Linked DNA regions of Zea mays: region 1 is linked to region 2. Evidence: chromatin contacts called from public Hi-C data. All regions are on one chromosome and are shown on one strand. The core of a region is the stretch at or near the end of the contact, and the rest is flanking DNA. Distances in the headings are between cores, read along the strand shown. Region 1 has its middle 65 kb from the start of LOC103626938. Region 2 has its middle 27 kb from the start of LOC103628483.

The links. Hi-C and Micro-C count contacts between places; a contact is called where the count stands out from the background.
Region 1: a Hi-C map of tassel shows a contact between it and region 2, with 1.5 times the contacts expected there. The contact joins two enhancer-like sites. A contact is called at or near these places in 4 of 25 Hi-C or Micro-C datasets (ear, endosperm, leaf and 1 more).

Annotation. Positions count from the first base shown.
Region 1 is chr5:138,868,343-138,872,696 of Zm-B73-REFERENCE-NAM-5.0, reverse strand. No RefSeq gene overlaps it. Among protein-coding and RNA genes, the nearest start is that of LOC103626938, 65 kb to the left of the region's middle. Within about 2 kb of position 2,471, at least 16 of the 20 cell types and tissues checked have an H3K27ac peak or open chromatin away from gene starts, as enhancers often do. A contact at or near this core is called in ear, leaf and tassel, where this site is marked.
Region 2 is chr5:138,638,394-138,642,500 of Zm-B73-REFERENCE-NAM-5.0, reverse strand. No RefSeq gene overlaps it. Among protein-coding and RNA genes, the nearest start is that of LOC103628483, 27 kb to the right of the region's middle. Within about 2 kb of position 2,845, at least 13 of the 20 cell types and tissues checked have an H3K27ac peak or open chromatin away from gene starts, as enhancers often do. A contact at or near this core is called in ear, leaf and tassel, where this site is marked.

The DNA.
Region 1 (4,354 bases), core at 1,222-3,721, 230 kb before region 2:
TCCTGTGGGGGGGTGTGAGACAGCAAGGGTGAGCTCACACATGTTCATCGCTCAACAAGTTGTGGGGAATAATGTGCATGAACTCACCAAAGGTTGGAGTTCAAGTGAAGTGTAAAGCTGATCAATAAAATAAAGGTTTCAGCTGAGCATTGCTTTTATAAGTTGGTCAACATTTTAATAGCAATTACTAAGTGTAAGTAAATACCAAATCTTAGTAATAATAAAATAATCCTAATGCGATGCAAATGACAAATTGAATTTAATTCCATATATTAATCATGTGAGTGTCTGAGCCGCTCATGACCGTGAGCACGGCTAGTATACCAGTTTTACACTCTGCAGAGGTTCCGCATCTTTGCCCACAAGTCGTGTTTTCCATTTTCCACGAGGTTGATCGAACCCCGTACATCTCTACCAAGGAAGCGCGCGAGGCATGGTACCACTACGAGGCCTTTACAAAGTTCCACAAGCTTCAGAAAAACCGCTACAGTTTCTAGGAAGCTCTAGTACAGAAATCCCTCGCCTGACCGCCATCACAACAAAATCAACCCAAGGACCTCCCTAACTGACCACTCCCCTACTGCCCTTGCCCCTTTGGGGTAAGGTAGTCATCCTCTACCTTTCCTAGTTAATCAGCCAAGGGCGTCCCATACCACCCTTGTGGTAGCACTGTTTTCCCGGGTGGTTCTCCATGTTCCCAATAACATAATGATCTTATCATGAATGGTAAATAATAACTGATAACAAAAGTGTAACAATGAGTGATGTATATCTCCATACCCAAAACCACATAAAGCAATAGCATATACTACCCAAAACTATTTAGTGGTAAAACAAGGTATAAAGATAGCCAAAACTAGGGTACCCTATTGGATCCCATCAAAATTAACCTATGTAGATCATTATGATTAACAAGAACATGACTGCGTAAAAAGGAAGTGATCAAGGGCACAACTTGCCTTCAATGAGCTCCTGCTCAGCAACTTATATCTGCTGGGCACCAGGATCCTTAGTAGCTTGCTCGTCTACACGCATCAATACAAACATACATAGTATAACAAAAATTAACATCACACCAAACATGTAAACAAAATGCATAATAATAATCTACACATTAAAATAAGATCCTAGGAACATGAATCATTAATTTTGGAGTTATGGATTTTAAGTTATGAATTTCCAAAGGTTTTATGCATTTGATACAAGATTAACTAAGAAATAAACTTTGTTACTGTTTTCATGTCAAAACAGAGACATTAGGTGATAAACAATAATATTACAAAATTTTAGAAATTGGAATGGGTTAATTTGGAGTTCATATGAATTTATTATGAATTATACAAGTTGCTAGAATTATTTTTGTATTTAAAATAAATTCCTATAATTAATTTCCTATTTTATTTCCCTCTGGACTGCACATCAATTTCCGAGAAGTGCATGGGCTAGCTGGTAAGTTATCCTAGACTCAGTGAATAACCCGAGTGGACTGCAGGTTGGTTTTCTAAAAATGGGAGGGCTCTTTAGAAAAATGGCACTGCGAAGGGGTATCGTCTAAATCGGGCCATTGGATCTCGCGCGGGCGGCGTGGATTAGATCCCACCTACGACGAACAGGTATGCAACGAGATCCCTCGGATCACCAGTCAACGGTGTGGATTTAATTATTTCGGATCCGGCCTGACTCGTCCGATCAGATGCTACGGTCAGGATCAAACTAACCGAACCGGTACCCTAGCATCTAATCTCAGCCATCCGTCTTCTGATCTACGGCCCGAGCGGCGTCTTCACCAACCTCGCCACACGATGGCGGCGCAGCCCACCAGCGCGGCCGTAGTGTTCACTGGAGCCACGCTAAACGGCCATTAACTATGCGATTCTTCGCTACGAGGCCTACTACGCGATGTGGAGAACCTAGCGATCTAGAGAATTGGGGACTGACTCGGGTTTGTGTGTGTGCAGAGGAGCTGACCATGGCAACAGGCGGACCGCGACGGTGCTCGCCCGACGGTGAGAAATTTCCGAGGTTCCAATCCACCACTACGCCCGATTTTGTCGTGTATCGATATCTGGTGACCCACGAGAGGTCCGGCGCCGTTGGCGGGGTTCAGGCTATTAGGGAACTCTGAAGAACACCGGTGGCGGCGATCTCTCCCCTCGGCTCACGGTGGCAATGGTGATTGTGGGATGCGACTGTTCCGAAATCCTCAGCACAGGGAGAGGTAAGAGAGAACGGTCAGGGTTTTTAGCACTCCATATAGACACGAGATGGCCGAGATGGGGCAACAGCTTCCCTGATTTTGGTGGCGAGCTTCCTCCATCGGTGCGCAAAGTGGTTGGAGAGGAACGAGTCCACCCAGCCCCACTCGCAAGTGACGCGTGCCGAGCAACTGATGTCCGGGCCCCACGATCCTGTGTGAGGTGAGAGCGAGCGCGAGACGTGCAACTTCCCAGTGGGTCCATCACGTCGGTGAGAAGCTGGTCGCGACGAGGGAGGTTGACTAGTTGCTAGGGCCCACCTGTCGGTGCACGAACTCGGTTGAGGATGGGCCGCGCGGGTGGCATTCGGTTTGGGCTGATTTGGTACTCCGAGGCCCATATGAGGTTTTTGTCTTTTCTTTTATTCTTTTTTTCTATTTCGTTTTCTCCCTTTCTAATTCAAATTTAGTTCCTAGTTTAAATTCAAACTTGTGTCAAACTTATCCTCAGATTATATTGCGCCATAAGAAGTACCAATTTGGAGATATATTTATCTATATATATTGTTTATATTTTTATATCCTTTCTCTTTTCTTTTCTCTCCTTTTTCAAATTCTAAGTTTCAAATTTAGGTCAGAATTACCTTTTCATTATTAATGTGTTTTTTTATTATGGTTATATTTTTATCATTAAATGCACAAGAAATTGAACTCCATCATGATGCACCATTCTTTTATTTAGTATATTTATTGGTAGTCAAGGTTAATCCCATGATTTGTTATATGCAAAAATGAGAATGACAACAAAAGTGGTCAAATGAACCTTTTACATTTATCATTTCTTGTACATTCTATTAATCTCACTTTTTGGGTATTACAAATCCTACCCCCTTACAAAGAATCTCGTCCTCGAGATTTAGGTAGAACTAGGGAAGAGATGGGGAAAATCTATGCGAAGCTCTTCTTTCTCCCAAGTAGCTTCATCTTCTCCATGATGGCTCCATTGCACTTTGCACATCTTAATAACTTTATTTCTTGTAACTCGAGTCAAATTATCAAGAATCTTGATAGGATATTCTGCATAAGTCAGATCATCTTGAACACTAAGATCCTCCATTGGTAGCTGCTCTTCAGGTACCCTGAGACATTTCTTCAACTAAGATACATGGAAGACATCATGTATATCCGCAAGATGATTGGGTAGTTACAGTTGGTATGCCACCTCTCCCACTCGCTTTAAGATCAAGAAAGGTCCAATAAAGAGAGGGGACAACTTTTCTTTAACTTTAAATCTCCTCATACCTCAGATTGGTGACACCTTGAGATACACGTGATCACTCTCCTTAAACTCTAGTAGTCTTCTCCGGGTATTAGCATAGCTCTTCTGCCTTGATTGTGCAATTCTCAAATTCTCTCTTATGATTCGAACTTCTTCTTCTACCTCTTGTATAAGTTCAGGCCTAAAGAACTGCCTTTCACTAGTTTGATCCCAATACAGTGGAGTCCTGCATTTTCTGCCATATAGAGCCTCAAACGGTGAAATCTTCAAACTGACCTAGTAGCTATTATTGTACGAGAACTTTGCATATGGTAAGCTCTTATCCCAACTACCACCATGTTTAAGGGCACAAGCCCTCAACATATCCTCCAGCACTTGGTTGGTTCTCTCGGTCTGCCCATCAGTTTGAGGATGGTAGGTCGAACTAAAATTCAACTGTGTATCCAAGCTCTCATGCAAATTCTTCCAAAACCGAGATGTAAATTGTGATCCTTGGTCTGACACAATCTTCTAAGGCACCCCATGTAGACAAACTATCCAAGTCATATGCAATTCTGCTAGCTTGGCTCCCGTGTAATTAGTCCTCACAGGTATGAAATGAGCCACTTTCATCAGTCTGTCCACAATCACCCAAATAGAGTCATACCCTGCAAGAGTGCGGGGTAGTCCAACAATGAAATCCATACCAATTTATTTCCATTTCCACTCGGGTATCTTAAGCGGGTGCAATAGTCCAGCTGGTCTTTGATGTTCGGCCTTGACTCTTTGACACACATCACACTTAGCCACGTGTGCAGCAACATCTCTTTTCAGCCCATACCACCAGTACTTCTGCTTCAAATCCTGATACATCTTAGTGCTACCAGGGTGGATAGAGTAAT
Region 2 (4,107 bases), core at 1,596-4,095:
TTTTCAGCACGATGAGCCAGCCCAGACACGGCCCGTTACTAAACGAACTATGGAGTTGGCATGTTTACTGAGCCAAGCCAATCATTGCACGAACATTCTATCCTTTATTTAAGATTTATTATTTATTTATGATATGTATTATTTGTGATATATGTAATTGTGTTCGTAGCGGGCTCAGATTGGCATGATATCTGTTTTCGAGTCGAGCTTACTGGTCGGCCCAGCACGGTTTGACCTGTCATGTGACGGCTCATTCAGTGGTTTCGACCCGTCGTGCAGCCCATCCCGACACGAAGAGCTATTTGAGTCTAACCGTGCTGCACTTAAACAGGTCGTGCTTCAATGGCTCGGGCCGGATCGGACCGTGCCGCACATTTGAACATCTCTAATCTTGGGTGACTAGTGCCTGCCACTAAAAATAAGGTAGTTTTGAGCGACCAACATGTCAAACACCACCAAAAATAAAGTTTGAAGCCCCCAAAAAACAAATATTTATGTTTTAAAGACCGACACGTTATTTTTTGGACTAGTGTCGGCTGCTGAAAATAAGGTGTTTTCCAGTTACCAATCCGTCAGACGCTGTCAAAAATAAAGGTTTATTTTTGATGGCCAGGTGGAAGCCATAAAAAAGTAAAGCTTTATTTATTGTGCCTGATAGGGTGGCCACAGAGAATAAGATATATATAAATGCCCGAGGATGGGCACGGGCACGGGAAGCCCACCTGCTCGCCACCATCCCATGTTATTGTCATCGTCGCCGCCAAGCGCCACTAGCGACATCGCATCCTACGCTACCCCCATCGCCATGTGTTGTCGCCACTATCGACCAAGCCCACGTGTTGAGCCCTCACGCCTCTTGCTCTCCTCACCTCCTCACCCACCGCCCTACATCACCCTACACTATCACGGTACCCCGTTAGTCCTCGTAGATGTGTAGCTGCATGCCCTCGTCGCTCATCCACTAGTGCTGGGTGCCCATGCCCCCCACCGCCCTATCCCGCACCACCGCACCCACCCTCGATCGCGCCCGCCCAAGGCTGCACCACTGCATCCCTGCCACTCACCCATCGTGTCGTCGTTGTTTGGCTGCCTCATCGTCACCGAGCCGCCTACCACGATGCCAAGATTCACACATACAATGACTAAGTGTATAGAGACAAATGACTTATTTTTTATTACATAACGAGAATGTCTTACAAAATAACTGATAATGCAATAAATTGAACTATGATAATTATCTCCACGCCGCGGTTAACTGGGCGACGACACCTAGATCTCATCGAACTCATCGTAGTAGTCCTCTTCTGGGGGCACTTGTTCTTGACCTGGTGTGATTTTAGCTAGGGTGAGCTCCTATACGGCCATCGCTCAGCAAGTGTGGGTAAAGTGTAGTATAAGACTTACCAAGAAATTTGGTTAAGGCTGAGCTTTGCTTTTAATTAAATTGGTCAAAATTTTATCAGCAATTACTAAGTATAAGTAAATACCAACCCAATCAAATACTTGATCAATATAGAAATCCCACAATGCAATGCATGAAAGGTTAATTTTAATTCCATAAATTACTCATGTGAGGGTTTGAGCCGCTCATGACAGTTAGCACAGCTGATATATCAGTTTTATACTTTACAGAGGTGGCACATCTTTACACATAAGTCGTGATCCCTTATTTGCCTCGGGTTGTGTAAACCCTTAAACACTACCAAGGTGAGTGGACAAGGGCTCACTAAAAGGCTTTTACAAAGTTCCACTAGCATGAGGAAACCTGCTACAGTTTCAGAAAGAAGGAAGCATAGGCCTTTTTCCACGTTCTGTAACCCCCATCGCAGTAATTATAGCTAGCACTATGCTTTGCAGCGACTCACTCCCCGCTTATCGTTTTCAGGAAAGGATTATCTCACACTAGCTATCCTAATTAATTGGCCAAGACCAGAGCCATATATTCTTATGGTAGCACTGTTGTCTTGGGTGATCGCTCCATGTTGCAATTAAAAAATGATCTTATCATGTACAATAATAAAGCCAACAATAGTAATAAGGCATGATCATAATTCAGATATAATTTTAATCCCAAAACCAGGCAGAGCAATAGCAAGACTACTCAATAATTCACTTGTATTCAAGGTATAGGGTAAACAAAACTAGGTAACCTATTAGATCCCATCAAGTTGACCTAACAGTGCAAGCATTGGTGAGAACATAACAAATAATATTATTAGGCCAAAGAATGTGATCAAGGACACAACTTGACTTACACTTGCAAATCCAACTGCTCAGGTGCTCTACCAAAGTTGCGTTTTAGATCCCTCGTGACCTCTCTTCTACGCGTAGCAATACATACAAATAAGAAAATAATGGATACAACAACATTACACCAAAACATGTAAACAAACTGCATGATAATATTCTATGCGTCGCTACGAGAACGCAGGTTCGAGAAACACTAACATCGAAGCTAAAACGGAGAAATTATGGTTTTTTCTAAGATTTCTAGAATTGTTTTTATACTCAAAATTTATTTTAGAATCAATTATATATTTATTATGAAATTCATGGATGGTGGTTACTATATTTAAAAGCTTCAGATGTCTAAATCATAAGTTTATGGACTAGATCGTAATACTTTTTGAACTAAACAGGATGGCAGGTTAATTCCTAGCAAATGCAGGGAATCTTTTTGCAACATTCACTCGGGAAGGGGTATGGACAGATTTGAGCCATCCCATCAAAAGCCGACGACTCATATTATAATGTGAATCATGCTGAATCGGTATGCTATATGGCTCGTTAGGTCGGAGATCAACGGCCCGCTGCGCTCCACGCCTCGATCAAATCCGAGCCCTAGATATCTAGATCAGCGCCTTGGATTTAAAACAACGAATGGGTATTCTATGTTCTAATATCGATCGTTCGTTTCTGGATCAACGGACACCATGCTCTCACTAACCTCCCGACCACCCTTGCGGCGGCTCATGTGCCGCCCGCGGCAGCGGCGTTGCCGGACTACATCAGACCCCGGCCCCACGCACAAAACATTGATTCGAGGGATGATAAACGCATAGTAGTCGATGGAGAACAAAATGGTTATTGTCTCATCAAGAGTAGTGTAGCGACGTGCTCGGTCCACGGCACACATCGGCCAGCGGCCTTGCTCCGGCAAGGAATTTTGGTCACTTCGTGAACTTCCTCGCCCGAAAACTCGCAATAACATGATCCGTATGTGCTGGTGAAGCTATCCGAGCCCTTATTGGCCTCTAAACGGTGGCGTAGGCAGGAGTCGCCCACGACGGATATTCCCCACGTTCCCTTCGGCTTCGCCATGTCCACTCTCTCGCTCTGTAGAAAGGTTCTCTAATGGTGGACTTTGTTCATTATTGCAAGATGATCAAGCTACTGACTTTATCAATTAAATATTCAATAATAAAATATTCACTTCCAGTGGTAGCGGACATAACTCCAATTGTCCTAACTTTCCATATGTTTTTGCTAGATCATACTTAACATATTCACTCAATTTGACGATGATACTTGAATATTTTGATTGTGATTGTATAACATTGATGATTGGGTAATATACGCACACTTGGTTAATAGAATGTGATGAATGAATATTGAATAATATGAGCATGTGTATGTGATGTTGAATGTGGATTGATAAAATATGCATGTGATTTGTATAAGTGTACGGATGTGATCTGTATATATGGATGTGCATGGAAATTTTAGATCCATGAAATACACCAACTTATTTTCGGATGCTGCCACTAGACTCAAAATACACCAACTTATTTTCGGATGCTACCACTAGACTCAAAATACACCAACTTATTTTCGGTGGCAGGATCAAGTCCCCAAAAATGGCTTATTTTTGGCGACCACTGCCGACGGCCAAAAATAACACTAAAGCCAAAAAATAAGCTATTTTCACAAGAAAACCCCTATTTTCTATGGTTCTTAGGGCCTGTTTGAGAGAGCTTTGCTTCAAAAACTTCAGCTTTGGTTTTCCAGTTTCACTATAAAACAGCTCCAGCAAATTGTTAAGGTGAGTTTCAGGAGCGTTTGGTTTGTATATGGACTCCAACTTCTATAGTATAATTGATTTGTGTG